2 separate regions of the Mus musculus genome follow, and region 2 is linked to region 1. A link is a contact called in public HiChIP or PLAC-seq data. All regions are on one chromosome and are shown on one strand. Each heading gives the region's core, a stretch centred on a gene start, on an enhancer-like site or on the middle of the called end of the contact. The rest is flanking DNA. Distances are from core to core; before and after follow the strand shown. Region 1 overlaps Prkce (protein kinase C, epsilon). Region 2 holds the start of Mcfd2 (multiple coagulation factor deficiency 2).

Region 1 (5,968 bases), core at 2,264-4,763:
TAGGAATGGTGGGAAGCATCTGAAGTCCAAAGCCCACTCCCAGTGACACAGTTCCCCCAACAAAGCTGCATCTCTTGAGTCTCCTCAAACACTGCCACCAACTGGAGGCCAACATTCAAGTAGCTGAGCCCGGAGGGGTCCTGCTCATTCAAACCACCACACTGGGGCTCAGCCCAAACCAACTTCACACCCACTGTTGCTTTGCCCGTTCTAATGAAGGATGAGGCAAAAATCTTAATAGGATTGAAACAGATATTTGTGGGTTTGAATCATATATGAAAATCTCAGTCAAAACCACAACAGTATGGTGGCTGAGGAATGGTACTTTTTCAGGAAAAACAACATCCAAGCAAGGTTGAAAACTGAGCACGGATTGAGGCTGTCCTTTCTGCTTCCACTCCATCTCACCCTTCAAAAGCACCGCTGCCCCGCTAGACCTGAGAGCAGCAGCTCCCAGCTCTTCTTGGTGTGAATGCCACGGAAACACTAAGGATTTCTTAGTGCTAATTTACTGCAGATGTTAGTATGAGCCCCAAGTCCTGACCCCAGTCACCCAGTCATCCTTCCTCAGGCAAATCTGTGTCCCGCTGATAACCCCACACCCAGCACCTACTTCAAGGCAGGCATGAGATTCTAAGTTCAATTCCCAATACCCACCACACACGCGCGCGCACACACACACACAACTGTTGGTTCTCTGAAACAATTTTTTCAATGATACAAAGAAAAAAGTAGACTAAGTGGTTTTGTTGTTATTGCTTTTAAGACAAAACTTAAAACTACTGAATGTAAGCCCATGTGAAAAGAACCACAGACAATAAAGACATATCACACCTGATACTTTTCTCTTTGATCTTGAATTAAGTTCTAAATGAGTTAGATATGGTGGCTCGTGCCTATAATGCCAGGACTTAATAGGTGGAGGCAGGACTGTCCCGAGTTCCAGGCTAGTAATGAACTGAACTTCAGAATGGGGCCCCATCTCAAAACCAAAACCACAGTAGCCAAGCTGTAGTGGGAGAACAACGCCAAACCCATCTCTGCACTTGTTCTGCCACACTGGACTCTGCATTTGTACACAAACATGAACTCACACTAATCTGTTTGGTGTTACACAACACAAGTTTGAAAGAGAAATGACTTAGCCACCAATCTGAGGCTTCTCAGAAAAGAAACAGATTTTTATGAAGCAGGGTCTCTGAGGACAGTTTCATAGAGAAAGCAACCCTGGTGTTCCTGAAAAATAAGCCGCAGAGTGGCCAGGCCCTTTCAGGTGGTTCTCATTTCTGATGCCATCAGAAGGAGAGGAAAACTTTCCTAGATCAGTGTTGCTTACTGATGTCATGCGTGGGTTGATGGGGGAGAGTCGGGACCAAAATAATTGGGCAACTGTGGATTAAACTAAGGTAATCTTTCTTGGTACGCTGCAGGACTCTTCCGGGACTCCAGTGAGCTAATGTGACCTGAGACTACTGGATGGGAGCTCAGGCCACAGAGTCTCCCATTCCTAAAGCTCCTCAGACAAGCAGGGTTCTCAGAAACTGCCTCAGGGGTAAGGGTGGGGGCTGGAGCAAAGAGGCTGTCAAGTTTCTGATGGCAGGAACGGGGTCTTGTTCACCAGGACCTAGCATATAGAACACATGTATGCGTGTGCACATGCGCACACACATACACACACATACACACACACACACACACACACACACACACACACACACACACACACGAGCACCTACATACATGTCACCCTTCACTGTCTAGGACCCAGTCTGGATTGCCTTCTAAAGCACACAAATACTACAGATTCACAATGCATCCTAGAAGACTTTCTCCCATACGCATTTCCAAAAAGGAAAATAAAATAAGAATTTTTATGAAGAACATGTGCTGTTTCTGTAAGAATAATACCAAATCAGATGGGTGTGGGTGTGTGCTACAATGTCCATACACACACTCATCCTTTACTGCCACCTGCTGGCAGCCAGGTAACTTTTATATGGTTGGATTTCACTGTGGAATTCCAAGCATTTGTTTAGATTCAACATCTCCTATGACATCACACAAGGTAGAAGGATGAAGGTAGCTTTTGCTTTTTTTTTTTTTCTTCTTTTGAGCTGAAGCAGCCTAGAAGCAATCTTACTGTTGATTGAAAAGAGCTGGAACCGGGTTTACACCGCATCTGTTGGTTTTTCCAATGAGTCAACACTGGGGTTGACCATTTGGCTTTGAGTTGCCACAATCTGAAAGTGCACTATCGATCTTTCATCCCTGCACAGACACACATATGGTGTTCAATCGAACGCCTATCTCTGCAAGGGTAAAATCCACTCCACCACACTAAGTCTTGGAGAGAGGTACGCAGACGGTCAAAAGTGGTTTCTGATAGCTTAGATTCTGTGTGTTAGATGCCACGATACTACCCAAGAGGTCAGCTGGCCAGCCCCTTCTTAAGCATACCTTGGTCTGGAAGCAGCAATAGAGTTGGGTTAGATAAGGGTGTTTCCGAGCCAGAGCCAAAATCCTCTTCTCTGTCATTGTGCAGTCCACATCATCGTCTTGTAGGATAACGTCCTTCTTCAAGACCTTCACAGCGTAGACTTCATCTTTGCCTTTGAGTTCCGCCAACATGACCTGCAACCAGTTTTAACACATCTGGTCAGTCTTCACACCCACAGAACCAAATGATGTCAAATATCTAAGTGTCAATTGTTTCTTTCTTTCATTTTTAATGAAGATGTTTAGGAAGCTAACATTTTAAACGTTTAGGGAAACTACCTAAGGGGTTTTTTTTTTTTAAATCTCTGGCACAGTGCTCAGGTAAGAGAAGTTTAATGCACAGGGGCTAATTATTCATATCTTCATCTCCACTAGTGATACTGTAATTATCAGAGAACAAATGTAGCGTGCTTCCTATCTCTCCCTTGTATCTTTCTCTTCTCGCCTTTTCCCTCTTTCTTCATTTCTTTTGACAGTTCCCACTATGTAGCCCATGTTGGTCTTGAACTCATGACACTTCTGTTTCATCCAAATGCTAAAATATTAGGTGTGCCCCACCATACCACACACACATACAGACTTTCAGAAGAAGCAATATGTTATATGTATTTTCCTATAAAGTCTTCATCTCTATCATGATTGCTGGTACTCAGTTCAAAGTAAATACACTATAATTGATTCTGCTATCTCCTTCATATTAGAAACAAGTTATACCCAATTAAGTTCTATATAAGTTGCGCTGAGTGCTTTTGGACACAATTTAAAATTTTGTTTGGCATTATATCCTTGAAATAGATAGTTTTAGAACTAAAGGGTTGAACATTTTACACACTTCCCGATTTTTAAAAAAAGACTTGTTTATTTACTTATATAAGTACATGTCTTCAGACACACCAGGAGAGGGCATCGGATCCCATTACAGATGGTTGTGAGCCACCACGTGGTTGCTCAGGACCTCTAGAAGAGCAGACAGTGCCCCTAACTGCTGAGCCATCTCTGCAGCCCACATTTCCTGGTTTTTAAGAGGGCTACTTCAGAGAATAGCGTCTCTGAGCATGGGGCCGCTTTCACCTTCCCCTTCTGTTGGCTTGCTTCCTCTTCCTTGACAAACGGGAGACATTACCCTGACTCTGCTTTCAACTTGCAGTCTACCTTCCTGGGAGATTTATTTTCCAGTCGATTCTCTTTGTGGGAGAGTTTTCTCCTCTGTCTAGTTATTTGGGGTTGTTACTTCTAAGTCGGTACACATAAGAGACATAAAGACAAACCTCTTGCTCTCCGCACTGGCCCTCCCTTGCCTGCTTCATGACAAGCTGCTGCTATCTTTTCTTACTGAACATAACCTCTTTATCTGTGTGTACTTAATCGTGCCCTGTGTTTGCCTTTACAGTTTTATCCACAGTGCTGCAGGTAAAGACACAATTCCTTCCCCTGAGGGCTTATGGGGAGTCTGTTTTCTTGGCATTTGCCTATCAGTTGGCGTTTTCATTTATCTCCAAATAGTTGCAGGTCATTCTCCTTCCTGGGAACTTTGAAGAATGCTATTCCAATGTTGCCGTCAAAGTAAACCGAACATAACCCAAGGAACTTGAGAGGGTGCGGATTCTGTCACCTACAAAATACAGCCTATGTAAAACGGGCTCCAAGCTGCTTGCGATGGTGTGATTTTGCCTAAGAAGCCAGCTAAGCGCTCAGAGTCTTCAGGACCCCTATCCTGTCTACCTTACGTGCAGACCTGGGAGTTCTGAGCATGCTCAGTTCCCTAGAATCCTGCTCAGATTCAGACCTAGCCCTGCTCATAGCCTAAGCCAGAGCCACACGTAAACCAGAGGCCTGGGGTCTGTTTCTTATTAAGCTAGTTTTTAAAGAATGTGATCGATTCAGCAGTTGCCATCTGAGGAAATTTCAGTAACCTCCCTGCCAGGTGATCTCGGGACAGATAGGGCAGGTGAGTGCCTGCAGAGGCAGGCCCTGTGCCTGAGGGCTTCACGGAGCCTTCCCTCAGAATGGCCTTGGAATGGTGAATTAGGCCTTTCACTCCTGGCTGCTTCCCAGAGCCCAGCACAAATGAGAGAACCTAACTGCTACACCAGGCACGGTATTAAGACAGACAAGGAGACAGATAGACAGATATCTGAAATGCCCCTCATTTTTCTGGGCTCTTTGCATTTTGCCAGGACCATCACTGGTGGGCACAGCCCCACAAGGCATAGAGTGCAGCAGAGATCTGGGGGAAATGCCCTCAAGGGCAAAGGCCCGGATCCACTACACAATTATCCAGCTCTCCTCTCACGTGGAGAAGAAGAGCAGAATGGTTAGCAAGCACCAGGAAAATCAGTTAAGGACATTCAGCTTCCAGAGTCCTACACAGCAAGGTTTGCTCTGAACCTGGAGTCCACCAAGGACAGACGCTCAGAGCTCATGCTTAAGGTTTTCCTACTGAGAAAGCGGGATTTCACATGGCTCTCTGCACAAAGGAAGAAATGTGCACATGGAGTTGACAGTTGGGAAGAAGGGACATGCTAACACATGAAACTGCTCAGTGTGGTCCCTCCCTCCCTCCCTCCCTCCCTCCCTCCCTCCCTCCCTCTTTGCCTCTTTTCCCCATTTGATAAGTGAGAACTACTGAATCCTACGGTGATGCCCACAGACCTTGCCAAAGCTGCCTTTGCCCAACACCTTGATGAAGTTGAACTCATCCAGCCCCAAGCGCTTGGCCTGGCCTGGCCGGACTTCCCCGTTCTCTCCGGGGCTTGCCAGCTGGCCATCGGTGGCCGACGACGCTCGGTGCTCCTCTCCTCGGTTGTCAAATGACAAGGCCTTCCGAATGTTGTTTTCAAGTTCTTTTAGTTCTAGGGCCAAAGGTAAAAAGGAACTGGATTAGGACACACCTCATGAGCCATTTACATTAAGACTCAACCTTCAGGACCCATGATCATCCTTCATTTCTTCGTGGCGGCGGCAGACCCAGGGGCATCCTGTAGGTTCCTCCATCTGTCTAACATGTTTCTTTCAGTACCTAAGGTACAACAAGGCGTCAATCTGCAAAGACGAGGAAGACACAGTTCCCGATCTGTTGGGACTCATTGCCACCAAAGGCCTCTGAAGGCCTAGCAACCTTGTCCATAATTTCGGTGTGGTGAGACTACATGCCTTCCCTGGATCTCTGCAGACTCAGGGGCAACAAGGCACCCTTCCCTTCAACTTTCCTTTGAAGATGAGAACACTCAGAAGTCACCCTCACAGGCGTTCCTGGTGACAGAATCACTCACTCACTCACTCACTCACTCACTCACTCACTCACTCACTCGCGGGGGCTGTGAACTAGAACCAAAAGAACTTGAAAACAACATCTAGGAAGCCTTTGTTTTTTCTAAACGCCTTTACTTAGCCTTGAGGTTGGCTTTATGCTGAGCACTTGCCCCACACGAAGCTACCCAATAGAATGAGCCACAGGCTTATCATTAACAAA
Region 2 (5,968 bases), core at 1,316-3,815, 770 kb before region 1:
AAATGGATGGAAGCAGACAGATCATGTGGGCCATCTCTGAGACACCCTTCGTGGCTCCATGGCGGCTCCTAGCAGTAGAACCACGAGAAACTAGAGGTGTAAAATGTGTTTTAAAGTTTTATATTTTGATAGCACAAGGAGATTTGCTCAAAGGTATACAAAGGTAACAGAATCATGAAGACCTCCAAGAATTTCAACTCAAATAACCAAGTGGATATCAGTGATATGGCTACCATAGACAAGACTGGCATGGGTTTGAGGGGAAGGGTCAAGTTTTACAAGGGGTCCTTAAGCTTAAGATTCCAGTTAGCCATCAAATGGAGCTGACAAGGAGGCCGTTATTTAGAGGTACCAAGAATTACAGGAAAGATGGCTCACTTGGGAAAGTACTGCCATACAATCAGAAGACCTGACCTTGGGCCGCTGGCACCCACATAAAAGCCTGGCATGGTCGAAAGTGTCTGTCATCTCAGTGATGGAAGAGGGGGTCTCGGAGACAGGAAGATTCATGGAGCTCATGGCTGGGCAGCTAGCCTTGCCAAACTGACAAATGCCAGGTTCGAGAGACCCTGGCAGAAGAGGGTCAGAAGAAGACATTCAGTATAGATTTATAGCATCCATACATAAGCAAATGCTCTCACACACGTGGACACATGCAAACATATTACATATGCACATACAAAACCTTTAGGGAGTTGTTTGCATGCAACTGGCCTTTCAAGCACAGGACTAGATGAAATCACTAGATGAGAGTACTCAGCACCATGGCGCCCTCTTTTCGTACGTTGAGCAGAGGATGCGATGCCAGGAGGACAGACCGGAGAACAACAAGCATAGTTGTCAGGAAAGAAAAAAAAAATGCTTCAAAGTGTGGCTGTGCCTTAGGGTTTTTAATCGCTGTGAAGAGATGCCATAACCACAGCAACTCTTGCAAAGGACAACATTTAACTGGGGCTGGCTTCCAGTTTCAGAGGTTCAGTCCATTATCATCAAGGTGGGAAGCATGGCAGCATCTAGGCAGACATGGTGCTGGAGAAGGAGCTGAGAGTTCTGCATCTTGATCAGCAGGCAGCAGGAGACTGTGTGTCACACTGAGCATAGCTTGAGCATAGCAGAACTCAAACCCACCTCCACAGCATTCAAACAAAGGAGACAATGGGAGCCATGTTTGACTTCGAGGAATAAGCAAGTCAGAAGAGACCTGGTTTGCATGGAGATGGCCATTTCAATAGCATTGTAGGAAAGAACCAGAGGGCAAGCATCTATGCAGGTAAGAATGATCCAGTAGAAAGAGAAAGATGACAAAAGCTAGCATCCACAGAGAAGGTGGAGTATCTGGCTTGGTGGCAAGTGCTTATTAGAAAAAAGTCTGAGCAGGGCAGTGGTGGCACACACCTTTAATCCCAGCACTTGGGAGACAGAAGCAGATGGATCTGAGTCTGCGGGCAGCCCGGTCTACAGAGCAAGTTCCAGAACAGCCAGGGCTACACTGAGAGATCCTGTCTCGAAAAATCAAAACACCAAATCAGCAACAAAACAAAAAGTCTAGGAGGTGTGAGGTGAAGAATGCTCCAGGCTACCCTCGGTCCAGTCTCTACTTACTGAGCTTCATAAACTGCCTGCATTTGTAGCTCCCAGGACAAAGGATCGTAGGTACAATGCAGTCAACTACAGGGTACCCAGAATGAACTGGACCAAATTAATCTAACCTTCAGAATGAGATGGAATGAGATGCAATATCTTAGGGACTCTTGAAAGAGGCTTTCTCTCCCTATGGATAATGTTGAAATCTTAATCTTGGAAAGTGGGACAAAGAGACAAAAACGGTGCTGTTGGGCAATTTTCAAGGCTACAAGGAAGAGGGGGTGGGGGTGGGCTTTGATATAATCTCTCTCCATCTTTGATGTAGGTGCATCTAAAAAAAATACGATTATGTATCTTCAAAGATACAAAGGAGAGAAGGAATTTTAAAATGTACAGTCCTAAGCTCATATATCTATCTGTATCTATACACATTCACTGAAAGACAATTTTGTTAATATCAAAGGGCAGGATCCTTTTTTTTTTTTTTTTTTTTAAATATATTGTCTTCTCTCAAAGAAAACAACAAAACCAGACGATTTCAGGAACTTTACTAGCTGGATCTTGAGGCTGCGGCTCAGGGAATGGAGCAAAAAGAAAATGGAAGCAGGTCAGTCTTGGAAACGCAGGATCCCCGAGAAGTACCGGCTGCCTCACTGGGACAGGAGTTAGGGGTTTTACTCTCTCAGTTTGTAGTGGAAGCAAGGATATCCGTCAAAGTATAGAGAAGGTGAGGCTGGCCAGCTTCGGAGTCCGCCTCCTCCGGATCCTGCAGCCCACAACCCACGGTGAGCCACGTTCCGGAGCCTCAGGTTTGCCTAGCAACCAGCTCGCCTCTTGGCCTCCCCAGGGCCCTAGCAGTAGGGTGTCGCCCTCGGGAGGCGGGTCTGGCCGCGCCAGCCACAGGGGACACGTGGATCCACTGGATCGGGTCGCACAGGGGGCGGGGCCGGCAGCGTTGGTGGGCGGGCGGGAGGCTGTGCGCGTGCGCGGCTGGGCGAGGGGCGGGACCGGCGTGCGGAGAAAAGCGTCCCAGGGACGGCAGCTGGCAAGGTTCACGTTGGAGTGCTTCGCGACTGCGTCGGGGATTATCGGGGTGAGCGAACCCACGGGCCGGAGGCCTGACCCTCGGGGCAGAGGTCGGTCGGCCTGGGGCTCGAGAATGGGAGGCCCGGGTGGCGGGGTGGAGGATGCGGACCTTCAGGGCGCAGCGGGACCTGTGGCCCACGGAGGCAGCCTGTCTTCCGAGAGGGTTTCGGGGGCCAGACGTGTCTGCCCGGCTGAGCACCGCGCTGTTGTTTGCGCTCACCCCATTGCTGGGAGTCTCAGTACTAGGCTGTAGGGCCAGCTGTGTGGGCTGGACACGGACCCTGGCTGGCCTGGAAGCACGCGGGTCTCAGGCGTTACTCCATCTGCCTCTGGCTCCCCCACCTTCCTCGGGGCAGACCCACAGGTCCTGTTGTCTCGACAGGGTTGGCTAGTTTGAGCCTAGGAGGTTAGGTAGACAAGGGATGCTCGTTTGTCTCGTTTTCCCTTTCTGGGACATGGCACCTCCATCCACACATATGCCCAAACCAGAGGCCTGGGCGTCACTCTTACCTACACTCATCAAATACATTGAACCTATTCAAAACTCTCACTTTTCCAGACACCTTGCCTTAGCAATCAGCTCTCTTTTCTGCTCCTTTAATATTGATTGACCCTCCTCAACGTGTCCAGTACAGGGGAGGTAGAGACACGCTCAGCCACCCTGCCCCATTCCCAGGTCCTTCTGTGGATTCTCATTGCCCTTCCAAGCTCTTCTTTCCTTCCTGCAATGCCTGTTGTGACTCACTCACTGTCTTTGTACTTTACTCAAGACCTGCCCCTCCTCATCTGAATATTCTGGATTGGACTTAAGTCATGTTTAGGTGTTCACTGCCATATGGAGGGGCGTGCTTTGCTTTGGGTTGAAATATTTCTTCTCATGCTTTCTGTGGATGGGGGTGTGTGTGATACCCCTGGAGTGCCTCTTTAGTGACCTGTGTTTTGCTGTCGAGAGGCGTCTGACTGTTCTCACAGCCTTCACAGCTCTGCTCTCCCTATGTAACTAGGCTCTTAGTTAAATGTTAGTTATAAGGGTAGCATGGCATTCCTTTGGAATCCCCCAGTGAACAAATGGACCAGACTATTAAACACCAGCCTATTCAGGACAAGTTTTCAACCTCAGCCCATGTGGGGGCTTTCTGTAACCCAGAAACTTGCTGGTTACTTGGACTTCAAGAGCATGGAGATGACTACAACTAGGAAGCACTAGTCAGTTGGCCTTGGCTCCGTGTAACAGGATGTCTGGGGTGTTGTCAAATGTGATTGCTTTGAATGTAAATTCCCAACTAAGAGCCTCTGAAGGCTGCCAACAGCTGCTAGGAGGAAAGCCCACTCCCTGATAGGAATAATGGCCCAGTGGGAAGGAAGGGTGGGCAGGAGTGCTGCAAAGGGAGAGCTCAGCCTTAGGCCAGGGCCTCTGAGATAGAGACTTAAGTACTGTGTTTCTTCTCACCCCATTCTGACCACGTCCCACGCCAGCTCAGCGTTGTTCAGTTCACAAATGAGAGAACACAGATCCTGACCTTTGGAAAGAGGAGAAGGAAAGATAGGAAGGAAGAAACAGACAAGGAAGCAAGGGGTGTTAACCACAAGAGTCTTTACGTCTCATCTGAACCGGGCCTAGGAGGAATGACCAGACACAGTGGCAACAGAGGCGTCCGGAGCAGTGAGAGGAGCCCTGTTGGAGTCAAGGCTCTGAGGCAGGTCAGCATTGCCCTGTCAGACTCATGCTAAGGCCCTGATTGTTTTCTACAGCCCTCTCTGGTTTCCAGACGATCTGCTTGCCGCCGCCGATCATACCCCACTGATCATACCGACAGGGTTAGTGGTGGTGGTCTGCTGAGCTTAGCAATATCCTTTTCCTCTTTCGTTGCTGTGTGTGTCTCTCCCAGAGTTGCTCATTCTGTTGAAGATGACCTTCTCCAAAGGATGAGCAACAGCCTTTCAGTCAAGAATATATAAGTAGTCAACATAAGATAGTCAAGTTTCTAAGACTCCAGGCCCATCAAGAAGAGTCTCTGTACATGGGGGTCTTTAGAAAAGGGAAGTCAGTTGTCAGCCTCTCCCTTAGTTGGGTTTTTCTCTAGCTTGGCCTTTGCCGTTTCCTGAAGGTGAGTGAGCCAGGGAACCCTTGGGGCTTATCTTTCCAGGCCTTGTGCCCATGGCCTTGAACTAAGTAACTGGAGTGTGGATGATGCAATGTGTCCTTTTTGACTGGGAACAGTTGAATCTGGCAAGTGGCAGGCCCTGCCTCTTGTCGTCCCCGTGCTTTGTGGGATTCCTTCTGACTTCCTGGAGCTGGTATTTCTTGAGCTTTCATGTTGGGAACTTGCCGACGACGCAAGCTCAGAGGTTCTTGGCTTTTATACTGAAGAGAGGCTAACCTGAACTCAAAGTTCCTGTGCTTATTAACCACTTGGGTCAAGGTCTGCTATTACATCAGTTTAAAACATGCCACAGGTACACATCCCAGCTGGAGCCAACCATGTTCTTCGAGGAAAGGCGCCATGGTTTCAGTAGACAGCTCCAAGGTGCCCCCCTCCCCAATTACACTGACATCAGAATGTGGCTGCAGGCTGTAGACCTTGCCTCTCGATATAGAAGTAGAAAACAACTAAACAAGACACGTGACATCAGTGTGGCTGTCACACTCAAGCACACTGTCCCTTCCTCAGCATGCACATTTTTTTTTCCCTTTTCTTTTTAAATCTTAGCTGTGTATCTGTGGTTATCCCTCTAGTCCACCAAGGACCATGACCCACAGGACACACAAGTTGTGAACCAGTAGTCTAGACACCAGGCAGGTGCCCTGTACTGAGAATGTCTTCCTATTCCAGTCCAGAAGCCAAGAACCAAAAACACTGGAAGAACATAGAAGCCAGGCTCAGGGTGGCACATGCCTGCATCACAGCACTTGGAAGGTGAATATAGATGACTGTAGTTAAGCCAGCATGAGTTGTATAGTGACAGCCTGTTTTAAAACAGTAAAACAACAAAAGCCAAGGGGAGAAGACACTGAAGATAATTGAGTCCGAGGGTTAGGGAGGACTGGATCCCATTTCTGGTCCTTCCTACCCCCACACTCCTAAGATGTGGGCCCAGAATAAGTTATTCTGCTCTGGCCTGGGTTAAGTGACATCAGCATAGTAGGCACTACTAGGAATAACTTGAGAACATGTTCTCTGTTCCTGGTACAACCTTGGCAGGGTCTAGATGCTTGCTTCTTAAGTTGGAAGTGTGGTTTCTAACTCTTGAATTATCTGGAGGTAAATGTTAGCTAGAAACTGCCATTGAGTATTAG

The links. HiChIP or PLAC-seq counts read pairs in DNA pulled down with a chosen protein or histone mark.
Region 2: an H3K27ac HiChIP or PLAC-seq map of extraembryonic endoderm stem cells shows a contact between it and region 1, with 6 times the contacts expected there. The contact joins the promoter of Mcfd2 here to the enhancer-like site in region 1. A contact is called at or near these places in 11 of 39 promoter capture datasets (the 3T3-L1 cell line, 3T3-L1-derived adipocytes, the HPC-7 cell line and 7 more), 24 of 484 Hi-C or Micro-C datasets (the G1E-ER4 cell line, the HL-1 cell line, the HPC-7 cell line and 11 more), 5 of 115 datasets of contacts at active chromatin or transcription factors (acute myeloid leukemia, embryonic forebrain, extraembryonic endoderm stem cells and 2 more) and 1 of 9 other capture datasets (liver).

What each region holds. Positions count from the first base shown.
Region 1 is chr17:86,492,601-86,498,568 of GRCm38.p6, reverse strand. Prkce (protein kinase C, epsilon) reads right to left here. Exons shown (of 15, transcript NM_011104.3): 9 at 5,149-5,348; 10 at 2,458-2,631. Among named protein-coding and RNA genes, the nearest start is that of Gm30284, 51 kb to the right of the region's middle. Within about 2 kb of position 3,513, at least 26 of the 459 cell types and tissues checked have an H3K27ac peak or open chromatin away from gene starts, as enhancers often do. A contact at or near this core is called in acute myeloid leukemia, extraembryonic endoderm stem cells and liver, where this site is marked.
Region 2 is chr17:87,262,544-87,268,511 of GRCm38.p6, reverse strand. Mcfd2 (multiple coagulation factor deficiency 2) reads left to right here and starts at 2,565. Exons shown (of 4, transcript NM_139295.3): 1 at 2,565-2,677.